Linked DNA regions of Cricetulus griseus: region 2 is linked to region 1. The links are chromatin contacts, called in public Hi-C maps. All regions are on one chromosome and are shown on one strand. Each heading gives the region's core, a stretch centred on a gene start, on an enhancer-like site or on the middle of the called end of the contact. The rest is flanking DNA. Distances are from core to core; before and after follow the strand shown.

The links. A called contact is a pair of places that touch in the nucleus more often than the background predicts.
Region 2: a contact with region 1 is called in a Hi-C map of the CHO-K1 cell line, with 11 times the contacts expected there. The contact joins the enhancer-like site here to the promoter of Sh3pxd2a in region 1. A contact is called at or near these places in 2 of 8 Hi-C or Micro-C datasets (both in the CHO-K1 cell line).

The regions. Positions count from the first base shown.
Region 1 is chr3:14,081,898-14,088,267 of CriGri-PICRH-1.0, forward strand. It overlaps Sh3pxd2a (SH3 and PX domain-containing protein 2A), which reads left to right and starts at 1,427. Exons shown (of 14, transcript XM_027407080.2): 1 at 1,427-1,955. The coding sequence starts at 1,884. LOC118238522 (a long non-coding RNA gene) reads left to right here. Exons shown (of 3, transcript XR_004768965.1): 3 at 1,122-1,238.
Region 2 is chr3:14,251,616-14,258,543 of CriGri-PICRH-1.0, forward strand. All of the region lies in intron 8 of Sh3pxd2a (SH3 and PX domain-containing protein 2A), which reads left to right. Among named protein-coding and RNA genes, the nearest start is that of Neurl1, 120 kb to the right of the region's middle. Within about 2 kb of position 1,481, at least 1 of the 6 cell types and tissues checked has open chromatin away from gene starts, as enhancers often do. A contact at or near this core is called in the CHO-K1 cell line, where this site is marked.

The DNA.
Region 1 (6,370 bases), core at 177-2,676:
TTTTTTTTTTTTTTTTTTTGAGACAGGTTTCTCTGTATTGTTTTGGAGCCTGACCTGGCACTCACTCTGTAGACCAGGCTGGCCTGGAACTCACAGAGATCCATCTGCCTCTGCCTCCTGAGTGCTAGAATTAAAGGCGTGTGCCACCACAGCTCCACAAAGATTTTTAAAGTTTTGTGTTTTGCCTGCATGCACCTACGGGAGGAGGTCAGAAGAGGGCGTCTGATCCCCTGGAACTGGAGTTATAGATGGTAGCGGATGCTGGGAATGGAACCCGGGTCCTCCATAAATGCAGCAAGCGCTCTCACCCAGTGAATCACCTTCCTGGCTCCATCCTGAATCTGTCTTCGGGTCTTTGATGTGCAATGGTTCACTCTCTTTATGTCCCTCCTCAAGCTGAATTATGCTGGGTACTTTGTGCTAAGCAAATGCACAACAAAGTCTCAGAACCGCCCGAGTTTCTGACAAGGCAATTTTTTTTAGAAAAGCACAAAATCCTTTGCCCTCATTTCGGATGCTTCCCATTGGTCCCCAGGCACAAAACATTACTGTATTGTGAAACAATTGGATTCGTTATGAAAACACCTACTCCTTTAAGTATTTGAAAGTAGAATGGAAAAAAAAATGATGAAACCGGGGGGGGGGGGGATATGTTGGATTAAGTAAAAGTACTCAAAGACCACAGATGGGCAAGCGACTTGAAAAGCGGGTTTCCTGGACCAGACGGATAGTGAGGAAACTAGAGTCTGGAGCTAATGGAGATCTGGCCCCCAACACAGTGTATTTTTCCCACCATTGTGTGCTCCCTTCCCGGTTGCCAGCCCTGGGAGAGTCCCAGGGGAGCCCGGACTTAAGGCTAAAGTGGTGTTTGAAACTTTGTCATTGGTAAACGATGTCGCAGGTTAGTTACACAGGCCCTGACCATCGATCAGGGCAGCAGCAGCAGATCAATAGATCCCATTTCCGGGGAGAATTCACCCGTGGTGACCTGCAGGGGGGCAGGTGGTTCATCAGAAGAAGGCTGGCTTGAAAGATTTAATGCTGGTCTCTCCTCCCTCCCGGTCTCCATTTGGAGCTGCAGACAGTAACAGGCCGGTAATAAACTACTTTTCCTTAAACAGATCTGGGGAGATGGCCGTGGTACAAGGGACAGAAAGGTGACCACAGATCCTCTGGGAGACGGAAAGCCAGGATGGGGGCGCACTGGGCTCACTCGCCCTGAGCCTCCTCCCTCCAAAGCTAGCTTGAGTTTGGGTGCTGAACAGAGTAGCCCTTCCAGGCCTCGCAGGGCTGCAGCCCCTCGCCGTCCGCCCGAGCCCCTCCCCCGGCCCGGAGCCCCTCCCCGCGCTTCCCCTTGCCGCGCTCCTCTCCCCTCCCTTCCCCTCCCTCCCCTTCCCTGCCCGCCCGGCCTCCGCCTCCTGCGCCCACAGCGTCCGCCAGCGCCGAGCCCCCAGGAGCCCGATCGCGGCCCAGGGGCGCCGCCGGCCCCTCCCCGGCGCGCTGACAGCAGGCCCGGCCCCCGCCCCGTGCCCTCGCCGTGGGACACACCCCCAGCCTCCCCTGCGCCGCCAGTTCCCGCCGGCCCACCGGGCGGCAGAGCGAGCGGGCCGGCGATCGGAGCAGCGAGCGCGGCGGCGCGGGAGGGAAGGGGCGCGCGGCAGGCCCACGGGAGCCGCCTGGGGCGCACCGAGCCCCCGTGCCTTCCAGAACAGTCGCATGCCCGGGAGCCGCGGCTGTGGGCGCGGGGAGCCCGGGCGGCGAACTGCGCGTGGGGCAGGAGTGGCGTGGAGCCGCGGGGACCCGGGCAACCGGAGAAGGAGCTGGAACCCGGCCGGGATGAGAAGGTGACGCCGCCGGGGGGCGCCACTCGCTTTGTGGGGAAGATGCTCGCCTACTGCGTGCAAGATGCCACCGTGGTGGACGTGGAGAAGCGGAGGAGCCCCTCTAAGCACTATGTGAGTACTGCTCCCCCTAACCCCGGCTGGGGGCTGGCCAGGGCCGGGGGTGGCTCCTCGACTTTTGTTACTATTAAGTCCCAGAGATTCGTGACTCCAGAGGCCGCCCTTGGATCCAGACTCTGTTCGCAGGGCTGCGATCTCTAGGGAAACCTTTTCTGTCCTTCTTCCACTCCCGTGTCCCGGCTTTCTTTTTTTGGCATTGCAATTGGCAAGTGGCTGCCCTTGTCTGTTTCAACGGTGAAGTCATGTGTCCGCCCGCCGCTTGGATGGATGGTGGGGGACGCTTTCGTCAGCCTCTTGCGGAGCAGTTCCTTTGGGAAAGAGCATTTTCGCCGCGCTCCCTAGGGGCGCGGGGCGCTCACGCTCGCTCTGCCCGGGATGCTTTTAGTTGCTTTGAGATCCACGCTTCGCTTTCTGCCTTCCACGTTTGCTGCTCCGCCAGCATCGGCTGGGGTCTGGGGACAGAGGAAGCGCTTTGCCCCCTGCCCCCTCCACTCTTCGCTTCGAGCTTTGATTTCCTCCTTAAAACCATTGTATCCCGCGGTGTGAGGAGAACTGTGGCGTTTCCTTTTATCCCTCCTCTGGACGTGACCCTTCGCCGGGGTCATTTCCTCGTAAGTGATGCTCTGTCTCCAGACACGAGTAGGCAAATGTGGTCTGTGGTCTCCGAGGCACGGTTGACTGCCCCGCCGCCCCTCCCCCTTCCTTACCCAAACTTAATGAGAAGAGGCTACGGTTGACCGGCGGGGTTTCAGGGTGTGTGACAGTCCCCCTTTCATCTCAGCCGGCCCTGTCTTCCAATCCTTCACACCTTTGGAAGTAAACACCGTGTCCTTGCTGCCTGAGGATGGCTTGATGAGCTCTGCTCCTGCACTTGAGATAGGAGACTCACAGTACAGCACCCAAGGCACAGAAGACATGGGGACAGTAGGGCAGCCTCCTAGTTGCAAATTAGGCATTTAAAGGAGCATTTCGAATGCTCAAAGCGTTCATTTTAACAATTAAAACAGGCTGTTGGTTGCTGCCCTAGATTGCACGTTGGTCTCTGAAGTGCCTTTTATTTCCCTATTGGAAGGAGGCTGGCTGGGTTTGCGGTGTAATACCAGCCCGGGGCGACTCTTTCTGCCTGGATCACAGCAGTCTGAAAAGACAGCGTTCTCTACAATTGACTGGTGGGGCTGGACTCAGGTTGGGAAGAAGTAGAGTGACAGACAGGGAGGTGGACCTGTGGGGGGCATTTCCTGACACACGGTCAGGGATCCTCTCCAGTCATGTCATCTGCTGTTGAAAGCTTCTCCTGCCATTACAAAAAGCAAACCAAACCAAAGACTGCTTTAGAGGCTGAGGAGGTGGCTTTGTGGGACAGCCTTTGACCTGCAAGTTTGAGGCACTTCTATCCCCAGTCCTATAAAAAAAAGGGGGGGGGAACTTTTTGGGTTTTCTTGGGTCACCAGGTGGTCACCCCGCTCCAGGATGAAGAATGATGCCAACTTGCTTGCCCTCGTTTTGGGGGGCACTGTGTGCTGTTTTAAGGATCCCCCACACACACCTTCAGTTGGGGCCCCCGCTGCTTTCAGCAGTTGCAGTCTTCGCCCTGAGACCCCAGCAGGTGCTTTTCCAGCTCTGGATTTTACACGAAACATCAGCTATGCAGCTATGCCCGAGATTACAGTGCACTCACACTGACAACAAACTAGCAGCTACAGGACCAAGACCTGCTACTGGCTATTGGCGGTATTGAAAGTCAGGGCGGGCTTCTGTTCGCTCTCCTTAAAAGGCTGGCCCACCTGCTAGCAAGTTGTGCACAATGTTGCACGTCTTTAAAACTTCATGGACCTCAGTTTCCCTGCTTTGCAAGCAAAATTTATTTTATTTATTTATTTATTTATTTATTTATTTATTTATTTTTGAGATAGAGTTTCTCGGTGAAACAGTCCTGGCTGTCCTGGAACTCACTCTGCAGACCAGGCTGGCCTTGAACTCACAGAGACCCACCTGCCTCTGCCTCCTGAGTGCTGGAATTAAAGGTGTGCGCCACCACCACCCAGCGAAAAACAAATTTTAATTATTTTATAGGTATGAGTGTTTTGCTTGCATGTATGTCTAGGCGCCACTTGCATGAAGTAACTGCAGAAAGCCAGGATCCCCTGGATCTGGGGTTTGGACAGTTGTGAGCTGCCATGTGGGTGCTAGAAATTGAGCCAGGGTCTCCTAGAAGAGCTGCCAGTGCTTGTAACTGCTGAGCCATCTCTCCAGCCCTAATTTCCTCGCTTTTAAAGTGAGGATAATAATAGTATTACTTCATGGGGCTGTCAGGAGAATGCAATGACATCATCCATGTGAGGTACTTAGCCCAGTTCTGGGTACTAACCACTCATCGGATACTAGCTAACTGTTGCTGAGAGTCTGCCTAAGAAAGTTTGAAAAATAGCTATTAATGGTTTTCCCGAGGAAGGGAGACTCGGCGCTTAAAGACTGATAATAAAGTGTACTGTGTGGAAAATACAAAAGAAGTCCTGTCTACTTCCCTTGAAATGATCATTTCCTCCCTTTCTACAGACACAGTGTTTCCTGGGTCATCTCCACTTCCGTGTGAGAATGGATGATGTGATGCTTGGGGCACAGAGAGAGTGATGTCACCTGCAGATGGGATCACACAAAGTTCTAGAAAACAATGAAAGGAGTGTGTTGTATGTCGTGGCATCCGGCGCAGCCCTCTACTTACAGACGAGGGACTCACTTACAGGGTAGCCGGTCACAGCACTGGGGCTAACTGGCCTCAATGGTGTGAGCTTTGTTTCCTGAAGGTACCCAGGGTCTGGTTGAGGTAGACAAGGAGGACAGACACATCACTACACATCTGGGGGCACTAATGTGTAACACCGGGGTGCCCAATCACAGAAGGAGTCCAGTAGGGTTCTGAGGTGATCACTTCCGTTTTTGACCCTTGAGTAGTAGATACCCTGCACTGGAAGGGCAAATGTTCTGGATAAGACTACTCTGGTGTGGTTAGCTGGCAGGATAAATTGCACTACAGTCACATATGTCCTGTAAATTCTACGCGGAAGAAGCATGTCTCCTTCCACCCTCTGTATACCGAGGGCGAGTTCTGAGCCTCTGCTTTGGTGACTTGCAGAGCAGAGGTTTTATGGGTGTGCTGGTTAGTCAGAGCTTGATGATGAGGCAGGCTTGGGGCCCATGCAGGAGGAGCAGTACTGGCTCCAGGACACTGGGAACACATGCAAAGGTTCTCTCAGGACACCCGGCAGAGGGTGTGCACATCCCCACAAGGAGGGGGAGTACAGACGTGGGGGGGCGTCTGGTGCTGGGGTCTGTTTATGAAAGGCAGACAAGTAGCCTCCATCTACCATCGTGTGCATGGTGCAGCCGGCCCTTGGCTTCCTTCCTCTCTGCCAGCCCCTGGCAGGGGTGGGGCTGGGAAGGGTGAGCAGCAGCTGCTGAAGTCAGCCTCCCTGCCAGGGAGCTGGGCTTCTGTCCTGCTCAGGAGCTGTTCCTCGGGAGACCTTAGGGAGACTGGCTTTGGCCTCAGACTTTGTCTTTAAGATGGCCCTGCAGATGTCAGATGCAAGCCAGAGCTACCTCCCCTGGGGAGTCAGTCTTCTGACAGGGCTGTGAGTTCAGAAACACAGAATTCCTTGCACTCACAGGTGTGTACAGGTGTGTTTAGAGTCATGTGGTGGTGGAGAGGAGCTTGTTTATACAAAGCAAAGGAGGCATTATGTCTGTTTAGATTTGGGAGGTGTCCTGCTTTCACAGTTGTTTCCTTTCCTGAGTGTTTATTTCAGACAAATACCAGTTGTGAATGCTCTGATCCTCCACAGGACTCTAGGGAATGCTAATAACAGCCAGTGTCAGCAGCCTCCTTCCATGGTGCCCGACACTAACGGGCACGCTCCCTTGGGAGCCTGATGGTTCATCTCCTGTACTGAGTGTGTGTGCAAGTGTGTGTGCGCGCATGTGTGCGTGTGTGCCCGTGAGTGCATGCGTGTGCCCGTGCGTGTGTGGTGTGTGTGTGTGTGTGTGTATGTGTGTGTGTTCCTGTGTGCATGTGTGTGTACTCAAGCATGTGTGTTGCTTTGATCCTTATTTCAGTTCAATTGACCAAAGCTTGGTGAAATTAGCTAGTTGTTTGGAACTCCCACTTAGCTTCAATCAGTAAACACAGGTTAGTTTACCTCCCAAGGAGAAGCCCTAAACCGGGCTCTTCCCAGTCAGAGTTCTGTCAGTGAGTCCAGGCTCAGGCCTATAAGACAGTAGAGAGTGGTTACAGGGTAGCATGAGATGAATGAAGGGTGGGCCTATGAAAATAATACATTCTCCTGCATTTAGATCACCATGGATTTCGGGTTTGGTCCCAGAGTTGTGTTTTAGGAATTGGCACCAAACTCATT
Region 2 (6,928 bases), core at 231-2,730, 170 kb after region 1:
CACCCACACAGACCCACACTCAGAAAATCTTAAAAAAAAAACAAAGAAAATCTGAAATTACCAGACAGTCTGGGGACTAGATCAGTAGTAGATGACTAAATGAGATCGTAGACTCAGTTCCCAGCACTGCCCCCCAATATTAACAACCACAGGGTACCCACAGCCTCAGCTCCACACTGCCAAAACAAAGTCAGTCATGTTGCTAGGCAGTTAAGTTTTCTTTCTCCCCCTGCTCCTCTACCCTTTCCCCCTCACAAGTGCCTTGCCCGTCGGCCTCTTCCTCCAGCTACACTGACAAGCAGCTACCAACTCTGATGTGGGGTGTGCTCCCTGAAACCATCACCCCTCCCCCACAGCAAGGTCCTTGCAGTGGTCTTGGCAGTACAGGGAAACTATCTGCAGCACAGGCCCCTTTCTGTCCTGTGGTTTGATGTCCTGCAATGGCTGAGTCTGTCTCCAGGTCGAGTGACGAGTGAACAGGATACAGCCACTCTCTCAGCTGTAGCAGAGCTCAAGTTCACTTCCCCGGGTTGGGGCTGGTGACCCTAGTTGATTATTCATAGTGGAGGGAGGTTTCTTCCTTGAAGTTGGAAATAAAAGGATGGGTTACTTTAAATACAGCCATGCCACTCTGAACACTGTTAGGAATGAATCATGTGGTCCCCGCAAGGTTAGGACAGGGTTGAAGAATTCCCTATCTCCTAGTGATACCAGAGCTGTTGCGATGTCAGAGTGGAAAGCAGAGCCCATGTTTGCTGATGTAAACAACCCTGTGCTGCTGTAATCCCCTCATCCAGGAGGCAGAGGCAGGTGGGTCACAAAGTCAAGGACAGCCCGAGTCACATACTGAGAGTGTCTTAAAGGAACAAAAAAAACTAACCGTTTTAGTATTTATTTAATGCAGGGTCTCACTATGAACCCCAACTGACCTTGAACTCACAGAGATCCGCCTGCCTCAGCCCTCCTGGTACAGTTATTAAAAGTGTTCGTCACCGTGCCTGGCTCAACAATTTAAGCTTCAGTGTCTATCATGTAAAGATGTTATACACACAGTTATGCTCAGTATATAGTATGTGATAATGATTGTTACTAACATATATTGACTATACTGTAGTTTTCTAACATCGTTTTAGTATATAGTTCTATTTATATAGTTAAAAGAAATTTGCTCTAGCACAGTCTGCTATGTTATACTGTAAAGTGGTCTCATACACTCTACATTTATGGCATCTCCTGATTATTTCATAAGACCCCTTCAGGTAACTGAGCTAAACCACCTAGGTGTATGTTCTGAGTATATTCTCCGCTGTTCATACAACAGTGAAGTCTTAATACATTTTTCAGAATGTGCCCCCACTGCTAGGTGGCATGTGTCTTTGCGTGACGCAAGCTGCAGAATACATAGTTGTGGCATGTGGTAAGGATGTGGCTGTGTGTGGGGATATCTGAGGTTTGAAAAATGCTGATCCTGAGTCACTATTACCTGGCAAAACTCTTGGGTGTGGATCTCGTACTGTGGTCTGTGTGTTCCTGCCTCACCCTGTCACACGGCTGAGAGGAGATGTAACTGGGAGGTGGGGCTGAAGGGGCAAAAGCCACCCCTGTGAATATTTTGCGACTGGGTTGCTTGAAAACATCAGTGGAGTGGAGAAGAGTCGACAAATGACTGGTTTCGTCTGTGAGAGTTTGGGGAGCGGGGTGTAGAAACATCAGGGCTGGTGAAATGCTCCTACCTACTCAGCAGGTAAAGGTTCTTGCCGCCTAAGCCTGGGAACCAGAGTTGGAGCCCCAGAGCCCATGTAAAGGTGGAGAGCAGTTGGTGTGGTCTCCACTGTAAAGGAGTGGATGGCTGGAGAGGTTTGAAGGAGGACTGGACAGAAGTTGCACCGAGTCAGACCGGGTGTGAGTCCTGCTGCAGCCCAGGTATCTGTGCACTGTGCGTGTCTCTCAGTCCTAAGGCAGCCTGGGATTTCAGACTGGGAGGCAGGCCTTCCCTTCTGTTGCCAGTCCCACTCGGTTCCAGTGCCCTCAGTTTCTGCCTAAGGTTTTGTTCCGTTTTTGTTGTTTTGAGATGGGGTCACACAGACCCTAGAGTGAACTTAAACTATCTCTGTAGCTGAGGTAGAGCTTGACCTTCTGATCTTCTCCACCTCCATGTGCTGGGATCCCAGATGTGTTCCTCTCTGCCTGGTTTATCCTGGGGATTGAGCCTAGAGTGCCATGGACGCCAAGAAGCATTCTACCAATTTGGCTATGCCCTCAGCCCTTGACATAACAAAATGTTTATTCTTACTATTTTTAATTATGTGGGCAGGGCATCTTTGTATGAGTGTGCACACTTGTGTACAGGTAGCTGCAGAGGCTGAAAGCATCTGCTGTCCTGTAGCTGGAGTTAGAGACCGTTCTGAGCTGCCCACCCCAGGCGCTAGGAACTCAGATCTTCTGCAAGAGCAGCATATACTCTCAACTGCCGAGCCACGTCCCCAAACTAGCATCCTCCATTCTCCATCAGGTCCAAAGAGCAGATGGTCCCTGTATCAAGATGTGCCTTTTCATCTCTCCATTTGATACTTAGCATCTTGCCAGATTTTGACCTGTCACTACTATCTACTTAGAAGCCCCCTCTGGCTTCTGGTCCTGGCACAACTTCTTCTGAATTAAATGGTGCCACCAACACAGCATGTATGTCCTCACCCTGTGATAATTGAAACATCCAGCAGGACAGGCTCCTATTGGCCCTGTATAGATGTGCTGGCCAGCAGCTGGGCTCCTGCAGTCCTGCAGCCAGCCCCAGAGGCTGGGGGAATCACACAAACTCAAGGGCCCACAAGTCTGGGCTTTAGCACATCCCAACCAGTCGGGTTAGCGGGTCACTTGGCTGTCAGAACCCCCTACCTTCTTCTGTTCTGTCCAGAATAGTTGGTTAGTCTGTAGAACTCCATCCTGTGCCTAGTGAGCACCCATGGGGAGCACAACTTGGGAGGATCCCTGGGGAATCTGTGTTGCCAATTCCATGGCCATCATTGAAGTCATCGACTTCTGCTCTGGCCTCCTTCTTGGGAAGCTGGGGCCTTGCTCATTCTGTGTCCCCTAAGCCTTGCTCCTATTTCAGCATCTTGAGACTCCTGATGGTGATGGTTAAAACCTTTGCCAGTGTTGACAGGACCCTCCCCAAAGCCAGCCCTGACAGCATTTGTAGGCACCCAACAGTGCTGCTCCCCTCCCTGGGTCCACCTGTCCCCCACTAGCCAGGGAGCATGTCAGTCCAGCACCCACTCCTGGGAGTGGACAGAAGGGCCATAGGTCCCTGTCCTCTGCCCAGAAAGACAGAGACTTCTCTCCTTGTCAGGAATGGTAGGAAACTTGTCCTTTTTGGTACCCTCATCATTTTTTTAAGAGTTCTGTGGCTGGGAATATAACATCGAGCCTTGAGTCTAAGCAGCCTGTACCTATCTTTTTGTAGTTTCTCCTCCATCATCTTCAAATGTCTCCCTCCCACAACCACTTTGTCCTACAGTCCATACCCTTTACCATTTTATTAAACTTGACCCCACTGGATCATAGACCTTTCTGAGCCACCTCCTGTTTGGGAGATGCAGAGGTGGACAGGAAACGGTGTCTGTCTGCCTGTCTGTCTCCCTTCTCTCCTCCCCTCATCCCGAGTGTCACCAGCACGAGCCCTGCCTCCTCCACTCTGCCCTTGCTCATGCTCCCACAGACTGCCCCCCCTGCCCCCTCAGACTGTCTCTTCCACTCCTGAAAGGCCTTATCTGCTGGTCAGCTCAAGTCTCCTGTGTGAATTCTCCCTTCGCTCCAGATCTGATCCCTGGGTATCTGGGTATCTCTGGTTTTTTGCATCAGCCACAGACACATGCAGGGTATGGGTGACTGGGCCTCTGGTACCCTGCTGCCCTGCGGCTTCTACCCAAGTCCAGTGCCATCTCTTACTCTCCGATGCCCACCTCCACCTCTGCCTGGCCCTAAATCTTGCCAGATCTACATATTTTTTTTCTTTTCCCTCCCTCTCTTCCTCTTTTCCTTCCTTTCTTCCTCCCCGGGGGTCTCATGTAGCCCAGGCTGGCTTCAAACTCATTATGCAGCAAAGGATGACCTTGAACTTCTGGTTCTCCTGCCTCTGCCCGCTAGTGCTAGGGTTACAGGCGAGCATCGCCATGCCCAGTTTATCACAGCAACATGCTTTCGATGGAGACCTTCCCCGATCAAAGCCAAATGACAGTGTCACCAATACTCAGGCACACATGCATGCACATACACATGCATGCATACGCGCGCGCGCGCGCGCACACACACACACACACACACACACACACACACACACACACACACACACACGTCACTTAAAATCCTCTGCCCAGCCCTGAGGTCTTCATCCTTCTCTGTGGTTTGCACCTAAAAAATGGGAGACTAGCTCTTGACAAATTGTTAGAAATCAGGTGTTATTTTGAATCCTTTTATCTAATGTGTAATTAGATATTATTATTATTATTATTAGCATACTTAGGTGCATCTAATCCTTATGGACACACTATGCTACCTAGGGCTACTGTTCAGATGAGGAAATTGCTATATTTCATTATTTAGGAAGTAGCAGGGGTGGGATTTGATCCCAGACAGGGTATAGTTCGAGAGCCTTTGATTAAGCCCATCTCTCCCTGCTCTCCTGTCATACTTGATAGATGAACCACTGCCTCAGTACCTCACCCATAACACTGACTTGCCCAGCTCCACCAGAGCCCCTGCTTGACCGACCCCCAGCCTCACTCTGGGTTCATCTAGTGAGGTGGGCAGCCCAGGACGGGAGAGGTGGCAGCAGCCCAGCTCCTGTCTCCTTGCCATGGGCTCCAGGGAGCCTTCCAAATGGTGATGTAGGCAGTCTGTACTCATGGTCTTGGAATCCAGGCACCCTGGGAAGGTTCTGGGCCCTTATGGGGGAAGGGAATGGGCCTTAGACAACAAAATGAGGTGAGTGCCAAGGACAGGACTAGGTGAGTGGGTCAGAAGGGCAGCGGCTGTGTGGGTGGACACAGGAGGGACTGAGAGCCTTCCACGGGCTCCAAAGCCTCTCCTGTTTTCTTTGGACGGTGGAAGGCACATGCTGAGAACTGGAGTGTGTCTTGGCAAGAGGATGCAGTGACAGGGCCTTCTGACCAGGGGAGGCCTGGCCCAGGGAGGCTGGCCTTTCACTGTTCTTAAAGGCACAGCATGTATGCGTGGGCTGCATTTCCTGTCCCTCTGTCCCTCTAGAGAGAAGCCCTGACCCTGCTGTAATAATATAGTATATACAATAATAATATCTAGTAGGAAGGAAATGCGCTGGGGCCAGGGCCTCTAGGCCCAGCCGTGGCCAGGTGGCGAGTGCGGTGATGGGTGCCTGGACAGTCCTTCCCTCCTCGCTACCTCCCTCCATTGCACCCTAACTCTCCCACCTTCTCCAAGGAAAAAAAGATAGAAGTGCCTAGGCGTATCACACTTCCAAAGAGGAGGAGGCTGGGGCAAAATGGGGGCATTTTTGGTAGCAGGTTGGGGTGCTGCTTGAGGATTCTGATTTGGCCCCCAATCAAGACCAAAAATGTCTGCAACTTCTCCAGTACCTGGTTTCACGCCATATCCGTAGTCACCTGGGTATGGGAGCCTTAGGAGGCCTGTGTGAGGTGCGCGGTGTTAGCTCTCAATGGAAAGAGTAGAGACACTGTGTTGGGTATAAAAGTAAGGCCTGGAGCTCACCTAAACTTTGCTAGGTTTCTCAAATCCCCAAATCAGAGTTGCAGACTGTCTCAAAATCCTGGGTTTTGGCCAAGAGACTGACATCAGGGCCTGAGCAAGGAGGACAGGTCTCTCTGGCTGGCCTCACAGCTGTGTGCCCTGCCGGGGGTGATGGGAAAAGGGAACCTCCAAGAGTGTTCTTGGGGGGGGGGCGGTTCCTGTCACTGGAACAGTGCTTGGCGCATCCCAAGAACTCAATGACCATCCCAGGTGATTGATAACACGTGTCCCTGATTGAGGGAAACACCCCCATAGATAGTTATTTTTACCCTGGTGTCCAGTGAGGCTCAGAAAGGACCAGTGGCCCAGTTAGGAAGTGGTGAAACCAGGATCTAAACTGGGCCCGGTCCCAGGGTGAGCAGAACCAGAAGAGTGGGGAAAGTGGGAGGGGGGCCTCAAGGAGGACACAAGTCAACATCTGGGAGAATTGGGAGAATTTCAGAAGGGAAGACCGGACTAGGGTCTCCCCACCCCCACCACTGCTTTGTTCTAGGCTGAGCAGTGACCTCACAGGACTTTATTAACATCCTAATTGTATACAGCTGGCCTCACTCCGGCCCTAATGAGCTCATTATCCTCCCTACTTAAGGAGGCCATTGTAGCCTGGTCACCCTGGGGACAGCAGTGGCCTGGGAGTACCCATCACTTCCTGCTACCCCCCCCCAACCAGGCTCAGCCCCAGCTGCTCTCCCTCTCCTCCTCCCAAGCCTCTCTCTTTCCTTCTGGTCTCTTCTCTCTTTTTCTCTGCCTAACCCCACCTCCACATGCCAACATTGGGAAGACTCAATTAAAATTCATCCCCAGAAACTGGCCAACCAGACAGACTCTTAGTTAACAGCTGGTCACCAAAAAGTACCTGTGACCTGAGATGGGGCATCTGGTTCAGAGCCTGAGTGGTTCCTTCCTGGGACTGGACCTGGTCTTTGCCATCCTCATCCCCACCCTTCACTGAACCTGTTGGACACATCTCTTGGTGCTGGTACCCCGCCACCTGCTTTGGCACTTGGACCAAGATAAAGGGGTCCCTTCTTGAGGCCATGATTAACTGCGCCCATGGGCCTTCGATTCTGGGGGGAAGGAGGAGGAACCGAGTGGCAGAAGCAATTTGCTACAGTAGGTGACTCCCAGCCTGGGGGCTCTGCCC